2 separate regions of the Sus scrofa genome follow, and region 2 is linked to region 1. A link is a contact called in public HiChIP or PLAC-seq data. All regions are on one chromosome and are shown on one strand. Each heading gives the region's core, a stretch centred on a gene start, on an enhancer-like site or on the middle of the called end of the contact. The rest is flanking DNA. Distances are from core to core; before and after follow the strand shown.

Region 1 (5,421 bases), core at 584-3,083:
GGTGCCGGGAGCAGATTCTCGTCTTCCTCCCCAGGTGGCGGATGCCATGAGGCAGATGCAGGAGAAGAAGAACATAGGCAAAGTCCTCCTAGTGCCTGGACCGGAGAAGGAGAACTAGGCTGGGGGCTGGGAGACCCCTGGGGCCCGGGAAGAGAGAAGCTGGGAAGCCATGTGCTGTTGGCCACCAGATCCTCGCGGTTCATCCTCCATCACAATGCGCTGCCCTCTCTTCCCCAAAGGTCTCCGTGGTGATGACAGCCCCCCAACCCCCAACCTGTTCTCTCTCTTTAGTCAGGGCCTCCCCCTCCCCCCTTCCTGCCCTCCAAAGGGGTTGGGAAGTGACCACTTGGATGTCTGGGCCCTTCCAAGGGGACAGGGAGGGTCAGAGGGAGGCTGGCCGCTTCCTGCTCCCACCCTTTCCCCCCGGGCCTGCTGTGCTGCTTTTGTGCCAAGGTTAGCCAATCCCTTCCCGTCCAGTTCCGGTGTGCTTCCGTCTCCGCCTCATCTCCCCTCCTGCCCCTGCCCCACACCTCCCCAAAGAATCGAAATGTCAGCTCAGGATATGGGGCCAGTCTGTGTGAATCCAGCATGTCCCTCTGTCGCCCCTAGTGTCCCTTCGACTTGGGCCAGCCAGCGCCCACCTTGTCCCATGGCCTCGTCCTCGTGTCTCCAACTTCTTGAGCACAATCGGGCTTCTCCCACCTCCAGATGTCCTGCCGCTCTCAACCAGGGGTACCTCTTCCAGCAGGGGTGGAAGTCAGCTCTGCTCCCCTAGGTCACCGCTCTGTGGGAGGGACATGGAGCCCCCTCACCCTTCACTGAGTTCTCTGGATTTGTTCTCAGTGCCTTAGCAGCGGAAACCTTGCTAGGGTATGTGGGGCTCCCTGTCTCACACCCCCGTTCCCCTGTCCTCCCCAGTGCCTTCCTTGTTCTGCTGGAGCTGGGGTTTTGCTGCTCCCCAGTCCCACAACACTGCCAAAAATCTGCGTGTGTGCCGGTGGGCCCGTGCCGTGTCCTGTCTCTGGGGCTGTCGTTTCTCTGTGGTGGTTGAGGAGAAAGAGGCGGGGAAGCTTTCTCAGCCTTGCAGCTAAGTGTGGCATTTACCAGCCAGAGCTCTGAGAGGCAATGCCATCTGTCTCTTATTCTGGGACCAAAGTAAAAATCAAAGCACATTCCCCATGTAGTCAAGGGAGGCCCACTGCCTTCTCAGAGCAGGGAGGCAGCTTTTCAAACTCAGCCCCAAACTTTGTTTACATGGGTGGGGAGATGGAACAGGGGATCAAAACAGGGGTTTAGGACCTGGGCCACTGGAACCAAAGTGGAGACTTCCAGGGGGTAGGGGCCTGAGTCCCTCAGCTCTTGGATCTGGAATTAGGGAGGGTTAGTGCCCGAGCCATTGCCAATGGGAGGGAGGAGAGGGGCCCCGCCCATCATCGTCTGAATGAGGCCTAAACGTGTGAAGTTCGAGTTTCGGCTTTTGTGTACCCACCCCCATTACCGAAGCTGCCTTTGTGTTTGTGTCAATAAAAAGCCAAACCCTGGGTCCTGGATGTTGCCTGTGATAGTGGAGGGGAGGCTTAGGTGGTACGAGGCTAGTGCTGATGGTGGAAAGCTGGGGTTCCTCCCTCCTGCCAGCCTCCTTCCATGCCCTGATCAAGTTTCCTTTCATGAAACGAAATGAGGAAGACGATCATGCCAGGAAGCCTTCTCAGGCAGTTTTCTTGCTCTTAGGCGGCGTTTCACAACTCCTACTCCCTGCCAGTGGTGACCAGTGCCATCCCTCTCTCAGAGCCCTGCCCCCAACCCATCCGGTTTGAGAACCTTGGCAGAGGAGTGGGGGTGACGAGCGGAACAGGCTCCTAGACCGACTTGGCAGTGAAGACTGCCAGGCCCCGCTGTCCTGGGGGCACAACTGTCACGGCTTCCACCTCCCCACCCCCACGGGTAGGCTTCTGGAAGTGGATCTCCAAGACGTCCTGCAGCTCCGGGCCGTCCAGGACGTCAGGAATGTTGAGCACCAGCACCGACTGGGGCACAGGCTGGGACCTGACCTGGAAAAGGAGCCGGGAGATGGGCCAAGGCTCATGCAAGTTGGACGGAGTTGAAGGGGTGGGGAGGTGGAAAGAGCGGTGGTGACCATGGGGGTACAGGAGCGGGCAGGAGGCCGAGAGAGGTCGGCAGAGGGTAGGTCAGTGGGGTTTGAGGACTGTGGGCAGGGTTCTGGCCGACGGACAAGTCACCAGACCCCATTCTCCACCCTCCCACTTACCTCGGCCTTCTGGATCTCCCCGCTCACGTAGGGAGAGACTGTCAGAGGGAACTGCTGCTTACCCAGTGGCACTGAGAACTGACCCTTCTGGCACAGCTGCTGGGCCACTGCAGGGACAGGGAGCGGGGGACCTTCAGCATTAGGGGCTCTCCGTTCCCATGGCCTGATGCCTCTGCTCTCCTCTCACCCATAAGGCCCTTACCTTCATCCTTAGTGAAGCCCAGCACAACACCCCCTTGTAGCAGTTCCCGTGTCTCCACATCACCACCCCCGTTCTTGGTCTTGCCAAAGAAGATCTCCAGCTTGTCCAGCAGCTCCTCTTCACTCAGCTTGAGCCCAGCAGGAATCCCACTGACGAACACTTTCTTATCACTCATCTGGCTGGCCACCTAGCAGGAGACAGGAGGGAGCGGTTCCAAGCACAGCCCCATTCTCTTGTGCCCAGGTGTCTGGGGCCCCCTGCATGTGCCAGGACCCTGCCATTTTGTCACCTGGATGGTGGTCAGCATGGGCAGCTCCAAGGGCTGGACCTGCACCCGCAGCCGGAACTCTTCCATATCGATCGTATGCTCCTTTTGCTGCAGCACTTGCTTGGCCACTGGGTCAGGGGAACAGGGTCAGTACTAGGAAACCTCCCAGCCTCCCTCTCAAGGTTTCCCCAAGCTCACCATTGGGGTCATCAAAGGTGACCAGAGCAGAGCCTCCAGGCAGAGGGTAACAGATCTGCAGGTTGGAGACCACAGACTTGGCCATTTCCCTGCCCTGCTGAATGTGTCCTCGGAATACCAGGGGGACCTCAGGCATTGGGAATGGGACCTGGATGTGGGGGAGGAGAGGTTGATGGAGACCTCAGGGTTGGGAGGTTCCCAGGAGGAAAGCACCCCTTCATGTGACTGATGCTGAGAGCCAGGAAGGAACACATTACTGAAAGGAGAGCTGGATAAATAAGTGAATGAATGCAGATCAAGCAGGTGCTGGCACTTGCCATACAAAATCTTTTTTTTTGGGGGGGGGGTTGCCCACAGTATGTGTAAGTTCTTAGGCCAGGGATCGAACCTGCGTCACTGCTGTAACCAGAGTCAAAGTGACAACTCCAGATCCTTAACTTCTAGACCACCAGGTAATTCTCTACATTAAAAAAACAAGGAGTTCTCGTCTTGGCGCAGTGGTTAATGAATCCAACTAGGAACCATGAGGTTTCGGGTTCGATCCCTGGCCTTGCTCAGTGGGTTAACGATCCGGTGTTGCCGTGAGCTGTGATGTAGGTTGCAGACGTGGCTCGGATCCTGCGTTGCTGTGGCTCTGGCATAGGCTGGCGGCTACAGCTCTGATTTGACCCCTAGCCTGGGAACCTCCATGTGCCGTGGGAGCGGCCCAAGAAATGGCAAAAAGACAAAAAAAAAAAAAAAAAAAAAAAAACGAAACAAAACAAAAACTTGGAGGTCTTGTCATGGCTCAGTGGTTGACGAACCCGACTGGGAACCATGAGGTTGCGGGTTTGATCCCTAGCCTTGCTCAATGGGTTAAGGATCCAGCATTGCCATGAGCTGTGGTGCAGGTCACAGACATGGCTAGAATTCCGAGTTGCTGTGACTCTGGCGCAGGCCAGCAGCTGTAGCTCTGATTAGTCCCCTGGCCTGGGAACCTCCATATGCCATAGGTGTGGCCCTAAAAAGCAAAAAAAAAAACAAAAACAAAAACAAAAAACTTAGTTTGTACTCACACAAGCTTGTGAGGTAGGTAGGTAGGTCTACTTTGCAGAGAAGCAAACAGGTTCAGAGAGTTCAAGTAACACATTTGAGGTCCCACAGCAAGGAAATGGCAGAGTGAAACTAGGACTGCCCAACTCTTTCTACCAGGCCACAGGCCCTCCCAGCTTACCTTGTCTGGTGGGAAGCTTTCTCTGTCCCTGAGCTTCATTTTCAGCTGCTGCAGCTCCCACAGCCTCATCTTTAGTTGGGCCTGTTTCTTCTGAAGGGCATGGAGGGCCTGTTGGAGCAGAAGGGAACAACCAGACATCCATCTGCTTTCCAGAGAATGAATGAGCCAGAGGAAGGGGGCTCCTCTTTCAGACTCTCCAGGAACAGTGTTGATGCTCAGCCCAAGAACAACACAATCCCTTTATCCTGCCCTGGGCTCATCCTTGCCCAGCTTGACTGCCCTCATCTCAGTTGCTGTGAAGGGCAGGAGCCCTTTGCAGCAGCCAAGTCATTCCTGGAGATCTAGAGGTTAACAGACACTGTCGGAGCTCCTGCAACGAGGTAGTGGACATGCCGCAGGGCAGTGGAAGACAAGGGTCCAGCCCTTAGATCTGTCTAAGCCAATTCAGGACAGTGCACAATCATGTAACTGATGGCAGAGGACAGCAGGAGTTTAGAGGAGGGACAGTCCCAAAGGGTTAACACAGTTAGGGAGGCCTTGAGGAGGAGTTAAGTTGCAAGACATCATAAGACTATCAGCTGGAGTTCCCGTTGTGGCTCAGCAGGTTACAAACCTGACTAGGATTCACAAGGACACAGATTCGATAGCTGGCCTCGCTCAGTGGGTTAAGGATCTGGTGTTGCTGTGCCCTGTGGTGCATGTCACAAACTTGGCTCAGATCTGGCATTGCTGCGGCTGTGGTGTAGGCCAGCAGCTGTAGCTCTGAGTCGACCCCTAGCCTGGGAACTTTCATATGCTGCAGGTACGGCCCTAAAAAGAAAAAGAGAAAAGAGAAAAAACAAAAAAGACTATCAGCTAACATTTATTAGTCATTTACTGTATGTCAGGCACTGTGCTAAACCCGCATGTATTTGTTTATTATTTATTTAGGCCGTGCCCACAGGATATGAACGTTCCTGGGCCAAGGACTAAACCTAGGCTACAGCAGCGACCCAAGCTACAGCAGTAACAATGCCAGATCCTTAACTCACTGAGCCACAAGAGAACTCCAGTTGCTAAACTCTTTTAATGGATTTTTTTTTGTTTTTTTTGCTTTTTAGGGCCGCATCTGTGGTATATGGAGGTTCGCAGGCTAGGGGACTAATTGGAGCTACAGCTGCCAGCCTACGCCAGAGTCACAGCAACGCCAGATCCAAGCCACGTCTGCGACCTACACCACAGCTCACGGCAATGCCAGATCCTGGCCACTGAGCAAGGCCAGGTATTGAACC
Region 2 (6,122 bases), core at 3,000-5,499, 400 kb after region 1:
GAATTGTATCCTCCTGGCAGTGGGTCTCCCACAGGGCGGGGCCTCTGTGCACCTCTGTCGCTGCATCCCTGGGCCTCAGCACAGAGCCTTGCTCGCCTGCGGCCCCAGAGAGGCTGACAAACGTTGGCTGAATGTACAAATGAGGTTCCTGCTGCCCAATCGGGAGGCCAAGGGGTGGCCAGAGAGGCCAGCACTGTGTGCTGAGCATTGTGAGTGGTGGGAACCAGGTGCTCATGGGCACGAGGGAGGTGGTCACCAATGTGGGGCCCGGGCAAGGCTTCCTGAGGGAGAAGAGTGCTCAGCTGGGCCTTGAAGAATTTTCCCAGCCACAGGGAGGCTGGGTGGGTAGCAGAGGAACAGGGGAGTAGGAAGGACAGGGGAGACCAGTGCATCCCTACTCTCACTAAGAGCTGCCCTTCGCCACTGTGCTAAGCCATGCATACATTACACTAGGAAACTCAGGCACAGAGCAGTCATGTAATCTGTCCCAGGTCACACGGCTAGTCAGTAACAGAGCCGGGAATCAAGCCCAGGCCTATGTGCAGAGCTTAACTTGGTCTTTAAATTGTCCTTTTCGTTTCTTTTCTTTTTTCTCTTTTTTCTCGGGCCGCACCCTCGGCATATGGAGGTTCCCAGGCTAGGGGTCTAATTGGAGCTGTTGCTGCCAGCCTACACAACAGCCACAGCCACGCCAGATCCGAGCCACATCTACAACCTACACCAAGCCACAGCTGCGACCTACACCACAGTTCCTGGCAACGCCTGGTCCTTAACCCACTGAGCGAAGCCAGGGATCGAACCTGCATCCTCGAGGAAACTATGTTGGGTTCTTAACCTGCTGAGCCACCGTGGGAACTTCTGTAAGTCAGAGGAACATAAATTCTCTCTCCGAGCTGAGTCGGGGTGGGGGTGGGGCACATCACCTGGTGAGAGCCTTGGGGACATGCCCGGCGAACGCTGGCAACACGGGGATCATGCCGAAGGAGCGCATCCGGTCCAGGATCCGATGCTGGCAGGAAGGGAGGGGTGGTGGTGAGCACGCCCCCGCCCCCCGCCGCCCCCGAGGTGGGAGGCCCTCACTCTCCCAGGGCACAGAGTCCCTACTGTCCAGTGAAGAGTCCCGAGCTGTGCCAAACACCACCCTCCCTAGGCCTGTGACTGTCCAGCACCAATTCTGTTCCTTCCCTTCCCCATCCTTTTACCTGCAGGTAAAGCTGCTTGAGGTGCCAGGAGCGGGGCAGGGGGCCACTCCAGGTATGCAGGTTGCCCATGCGTCCCCAGGCCAGGAAGGCAGGACCAGTGAAGAACTCATCAATCTCTGTCTGGGTCAGGCCCAAAGCCAGATACACCTGAGGACGATGAGTCCCAGGTGCATAAATATTTCTTTCTATCCATTGCTTCATTCATTCAACTAACACACATTCATCTCTTTGTGCTGTGCCCCAGGGTTCCTAAGACAAAATTCCAATTCCTGACTGCAAGGAACTCAGTCCAGGAGAAATATCCTTGAACAGATGAGTTTGCTAATATGCCACCCCTGTCGCATGGGTGAGATGAGGCACAAAGGGGTTCTCCTCCAAGTGGGGAAGGGGCCTTAGTAGGCTCCATGGAGCAAGGAGGGCTAGAATGGTGGGCAAGGGCAGCTCTGCGGGGAGCTTAAGCAGCGCCAGGGGCAGCCAGAGCTCTCCAGGTCCAGGCACGGAAGCTCCCAGGCCGGGCAGAGCCTGAAGGTAATGGGAGGGGGGAATCCTAAGTGTGTTAATAGTGGATGGTCTCCACCAGGTTTGCATTTTGGAAAGGACCCTCTGGTGGAATTTGGGGAGCCAGGAGTCTTGCTTTGAAAGGAAAATATTGCTTGGAGAGCTTTCCAAAAGGGGACTGGGAGGAAATTAAGGAAGTACAGCTTATGCATGTCTTAGCTTGGTTGGAATCTGACCCTTTGACCTGGTTGAATTATCCAAAGAGCCTACTAGAAACTCAAGATGCTTATCAGACCCTTACCCTCTAAGAACTCGTGATAGCTATCTACTTATCGGACCCCAAACCCTGAAACAACTCGTGATTCCTTGCAAACAAATATTTTCCAGCTTACGCCAGAGTCAGTCCCAACTCTCACCAGGCAACTTTGAACAAGCTCATGGCAAAAAAAAAAAAAAAAAAAAAAACCACACACACACCCCTCTTTCTCTTTCTCAGAACACCCTTTCAGGGTTACCTGAGCCTGTGTCTCCCAAATTGTGGTTAGTAAAGACCTCCAAATAAACTCTTCTTATTTGCAGTCTTCTGCATCATTTTTTGGTTGACACTGTTCAGAGGCTCAGGTGGGGGTCCAGGGGGAGGGGATGAGAGCCTGAACCGGGGCCGTGATAAGGATGGAGAGGACAGGGCCGATTCAGAGCTGCTAATGAGACAGAATCCACAGAAGCAGCTGACTGACTGACGTGGGGGTGGGAAGAGAGGGGAGGCTGGCTTCTTCGAGTTTTTACAGTGGGGTTCTGGGGTCCAGTGCTCAGTAAGCACTTCTATGTGTTTGCCTCAACCGTGGAAGCCTTGGTTTCTGGGAGGCTGGAGCCATTATCCATGCCACCAACACTTCTGGAGCCCTTGTTCTCGGGGCCAGATACTGCGCTGATGCTGGGGAGGCAGGGACACCTGGGATGTGGTGGGCACGCACCCGCTGCCAGATGGCTTCCTGGCCGCTCCAGGCCAGTGCCAGGTTGATGCCGTTCAGCGCCATCCAGTCAATCTCCTGCTCCCAGCGGGCCCAGTCCCACCACACGAAGGAGTAACTCTGTGTGCACACGTTCTGGTAATAGCGGTACCTGCAGGCAGTGGCATGAGCTGGGCCGTGTCCATGGGGGCAAAGAGAGGATGTCCCCCACCCCTGAAGGTCCACCACCCAGGAAGAGCATGGAGGGCAACCTGGCCCTGGAACCATCCCCCAGGGCACCCCAGATCTAGCCCAGCGGGGAGTGGCTCCAGACAGGACTTCTCAACTGCTTCGCTCCCGGGTCCATCCCAGGCAGAGCTAGAATTGGGATGCTTGAGCTTCTGAGGTGCCTACCCATATATGCCCAAAACTCCTCCAGGGCCCTCTAACCTCCCAGATAGTTAGGAAAGCACATTGCGTTTTCATTCCTACTCTGTGTACAGTGTATAAGGGCCATATGGCAAAGCTGGCCCCTGTCCTTAAAGGGTGGTCCTTCTCCCCACAGTTTAATGGGGAGACAGCTGTGTGAACACATCACCTCTGTGCAGTGGGGCAAGCGTTAGAACAGAGGCCCGTCAGAGGCCAGGTGTCATTCCTCACAAAACATCTTGGAAGAGAGAGTGGGGTAGGAAAAGAATGGCATTTACTTATCACCAATTATGCACAACAAATTCTACACCCACCACAGTGCAAATCCTCACAACCAAAACGAAACTGCACGGGAGATGTTATTACTTCCATTTTGCCCATTTTTCAGATGAGCCGACAGAGGCTCAGAGAGGTTAAGTGACTTGCTCAAGGATACACAGCTTTTAGGATCAGAGCTGCGGTCTGAAGCCAGAGTCCTGCAACCAAAAGGCCAGAGCTTCCCAGCTGCCTGGCGCAGGGACGGGGCGAGGCGGGGACTTTGGCTCTGGCTGGCGCCCTGGTGCTGGGGTCTGGAGGCTGCAAGCTGCTGCTGGGGAGCTGCGGGAAGGCTGCTGTACCTGTTAGGCGTGGCCTCTGTCAGCTCCTCCGGCACCGCGGGCAGCGGCTGCGGCAAGCGCAGCTGAGAGCCGGACCAGGCCACGTGACAACCGCAGAAGTCACGCAGGTAGCGGTGCAGCCCCGCGGCGGCGGCCACGCCTGTGGAGCCGATCACCCGCACCTGAGCCCCGGGGCCACCGCCGCTCAGGCGGTAGGTGTCCAGGCCGGACTCGGCCGCCAGGGCGCGCTCCACCGACACCGAAAAGGAGGCTGCCGGCCCAGGCCCCAGCAGCCGGGCCAGCAACTCCCGCACGGCCGCCGCCTCCCGGGCCTCATCCCCGGCCGAGCTCCCCGCAGCTGCCAGGAGCAAGAGCCCCAGAGCCGCGGCCACCACTACCGCCTCCATGGTCCAGTGGTCTCAGCCAGGCGGCGGGAACCAGTGGGAACTCGGGACGAACGAGACCCCGTCCAATCAGCTGCGGTCCTCAGGTCACGTGGAACCTAAGGCAAAGTACCCGCTGGCGGCTGGGAGACCAGCTTCCGGGTCCCTCGCCAGTTCGTGAGCGTGTTTTCTGACCACACGTGGTGCAAGAGCGCGTGACCCCAGTGACTTCAAAAGATCAGGGCCGGATGTGACTCTCAGTCCTCTAGCGCCTTCAAGCACAACGCGCTTTCACATGCAAATCACTTTCCTTCCTCCATCTTATCTAATAAATATTTGGAGTTGATTTTGTACTAGGCACTGCCACCCTTCTACCGAGGAGACCTAGAAACCAAGTACTTATATAAATAAATATTTATGTTATCCAGTTGACTATTGAACCTTGCGCTGGTATTAGGAACAATGACCCCCTGGCAGTCAAAATATAACTTTACAGTCAGCCCTCCTGTATCCACTGTTCCACATCTGCGAATTCAACCAACCTCGGATTATGTAGTACTGTAGCAGGTACTTATGGGGGAAAAAATCGTGTATAAGTAGATGTGGGCCGTTCAAACCCGTGTGGGCAAGGATCCACTGTAGTTGTGATGCTGTGCAGGGTACCCAGACAAAAGCTTGGGAAAGGAGGTGATGTTTAATCTGAATAAAACTGGGATTGACTAGGAGAAGAGAGAGGGGAAGTGCACTCCACATAGAAGAAATGCATTTGTGGAGACGCAGGAAGGGTAAGGAAAGAGCTGGGCAAATTTGAGGAACTAAAAGATCAGGAAGTTGGAGGATGGATGAGCCATGTGAGCCTGGACTGGCCATGGGGCAGGGCCTGGTGGGTGTGTGAAGGGTTCTCATTTGATCCTTAAGGGGTAGCAGCTGCTGAACAGGACGGAAATTATCTTCATTTTACATACTGGAGGAGTTCCCACTGTGGCGTAGTGGGTTAATGATCCATCTTGTCTCTGTGGCCGTACCTGAAGGCTCCCTGGCCTGACACAGGGGTCAAGGATCTGACAATGCGGCAGCTGGCCTGGGAACTTTCATATGCCTCAGGTGCTGATGAAAAAAAAAATCAATACATATTGGGAAACTGAGGGTCAGAGAAAGGAAGTGACTCTGAGAAGATCAATGGCCAGTAGAACAGCAGGTCTGGGACTAGATCCAGAACACTCACAGATCAGTGTTCTTGCCACTATCCCCTAAGAAATGCAAGTTTTTAGGCTGCCTCCCGGTGGGGAGAGGTTGACTGGGGCTGTATAGGGGCTAGGAGTGTTGGGCCCTTAGAAAGACTACATTTTCTTTCTTTCTTCCTTCCTTCCTTCCTTTCTTTCTTTTTTTGGTTGCACCTGAAGCATACGGAATTTCCAGGGCCAGGGATTGAACCTGCATTGCAGAAGTGACAACACTAAATCCTTAACCCACTGAACCACCAAGGGATTCCAAGACTGTAATTTCTAAAAGGATTCTGAGTCCTTTTGGAGGCAGGTGTAAATTTTTCCAGATTGTCAGGCCCAAGTACAGCTGCTTAGAGACAGGGAGAGGGTCAGGGTTGCCAATCCAGAAAATCCAGAGCCTGGACTGAAAGGGAACATGTGAGTCCACTGAACTTGCCCTGCCTCTCTGCTCCCCTGCCCCTAGCTGCATATTCAAGCTGCGCAGTACCCCACTGCCTTGTTCCCAGCTCAGCAAGCAGCTAGTGCGGAAGGTGCAGCCCCTGTTCCACTCAGTTGCTAATAGCAAAAGGTTCTCAGCCTTTCCCAGGAGCAGCTCCAAGACCTGCCCAGAGAGTTGGGCCCTCATGGAGCTATAGCCTATAGCCCCCCGGCCCCTCTCCACTTCCTCAAACACCCCTCTTCAAACACCCCTTGCTCCAGGTGGGGTTTGTCAGACTCTCCTCCCAGGACCTGTTTTGGAAGCACTTTGGATCTTAGGGAACACATGGGTCAGGGGAATTGGGCTGCAGTTCCACTGTCAGGCTCAGGGTCCCTCTCTGTGGGGTCTGGGTCCATCCAG

The links. HiChIP or PLAC-seq counts read pairs in DNA pulled down with a chosen protein or histone mark.
Region 2: a contact with region 1 is called in an H3K27ac HiChIP or PLAC-seq map of alveolar macrophages. The contact joins two enhancer-like sites. A contact is called at or near these places in 1 of 5 promoter capture datasets (fetal liver) and 1 of 2 datasets of contacts at active chromatin or transcription factors (alveolar macrophages).

The regions. Positions count from the first base shown.
Region 1 is chr12:19,877,693-19,883,113 of Sscrofa11.1, forward strand. VAT1 (synaptic vesicle membrane protein VAT-1 homolog) reads left to right here. Exons shown (of 6, transcript XM_005656949.3): 6 at 35-1,543. The coding sequence ends at 118. IFI35 (interferon-induced 35 kDa protein) reads right to left here. Exons shown (of 7, transcript XM_003358024.3): 2 at 4,151-4,258; 3 at 2,938-3,085; 4 at 2,761-2,867; 5 at 2,472-2,658; 6 at 2,270-2,376; 7 at 1,694-2,051. The coding sequence ends at 1,860. Among named protein-coding and RNA genes, the nearest start is that of VAT1, 8.8 kb to the left of the region's middle. Within about 2 kb of position 1,834, at least 20 of the 83 cell types and tissues checked have an H3K27ac peak or open chromatin away from gene starts, as enhancers often do. A contact at or near this core is called in alveolar macrophages, where this site is marked.
Region 2 is chr12:20,275,497-20,281,618 of Sscrofa11.1, forward strand. No RefSeq gene overlaps it. Among named protein-coding and RNA genes, the nearest start is that of HSD17B1, 7.2 kb to the left of the region's middle. Within about 2 kb of position 4,250, at least 71 of the 83 cell types and tissues checked have an H3K27ac peak or open chromatin away from gene starts, as enhancers often do. A contact at or near this core is called in alveolar macrophages, where this site is marked.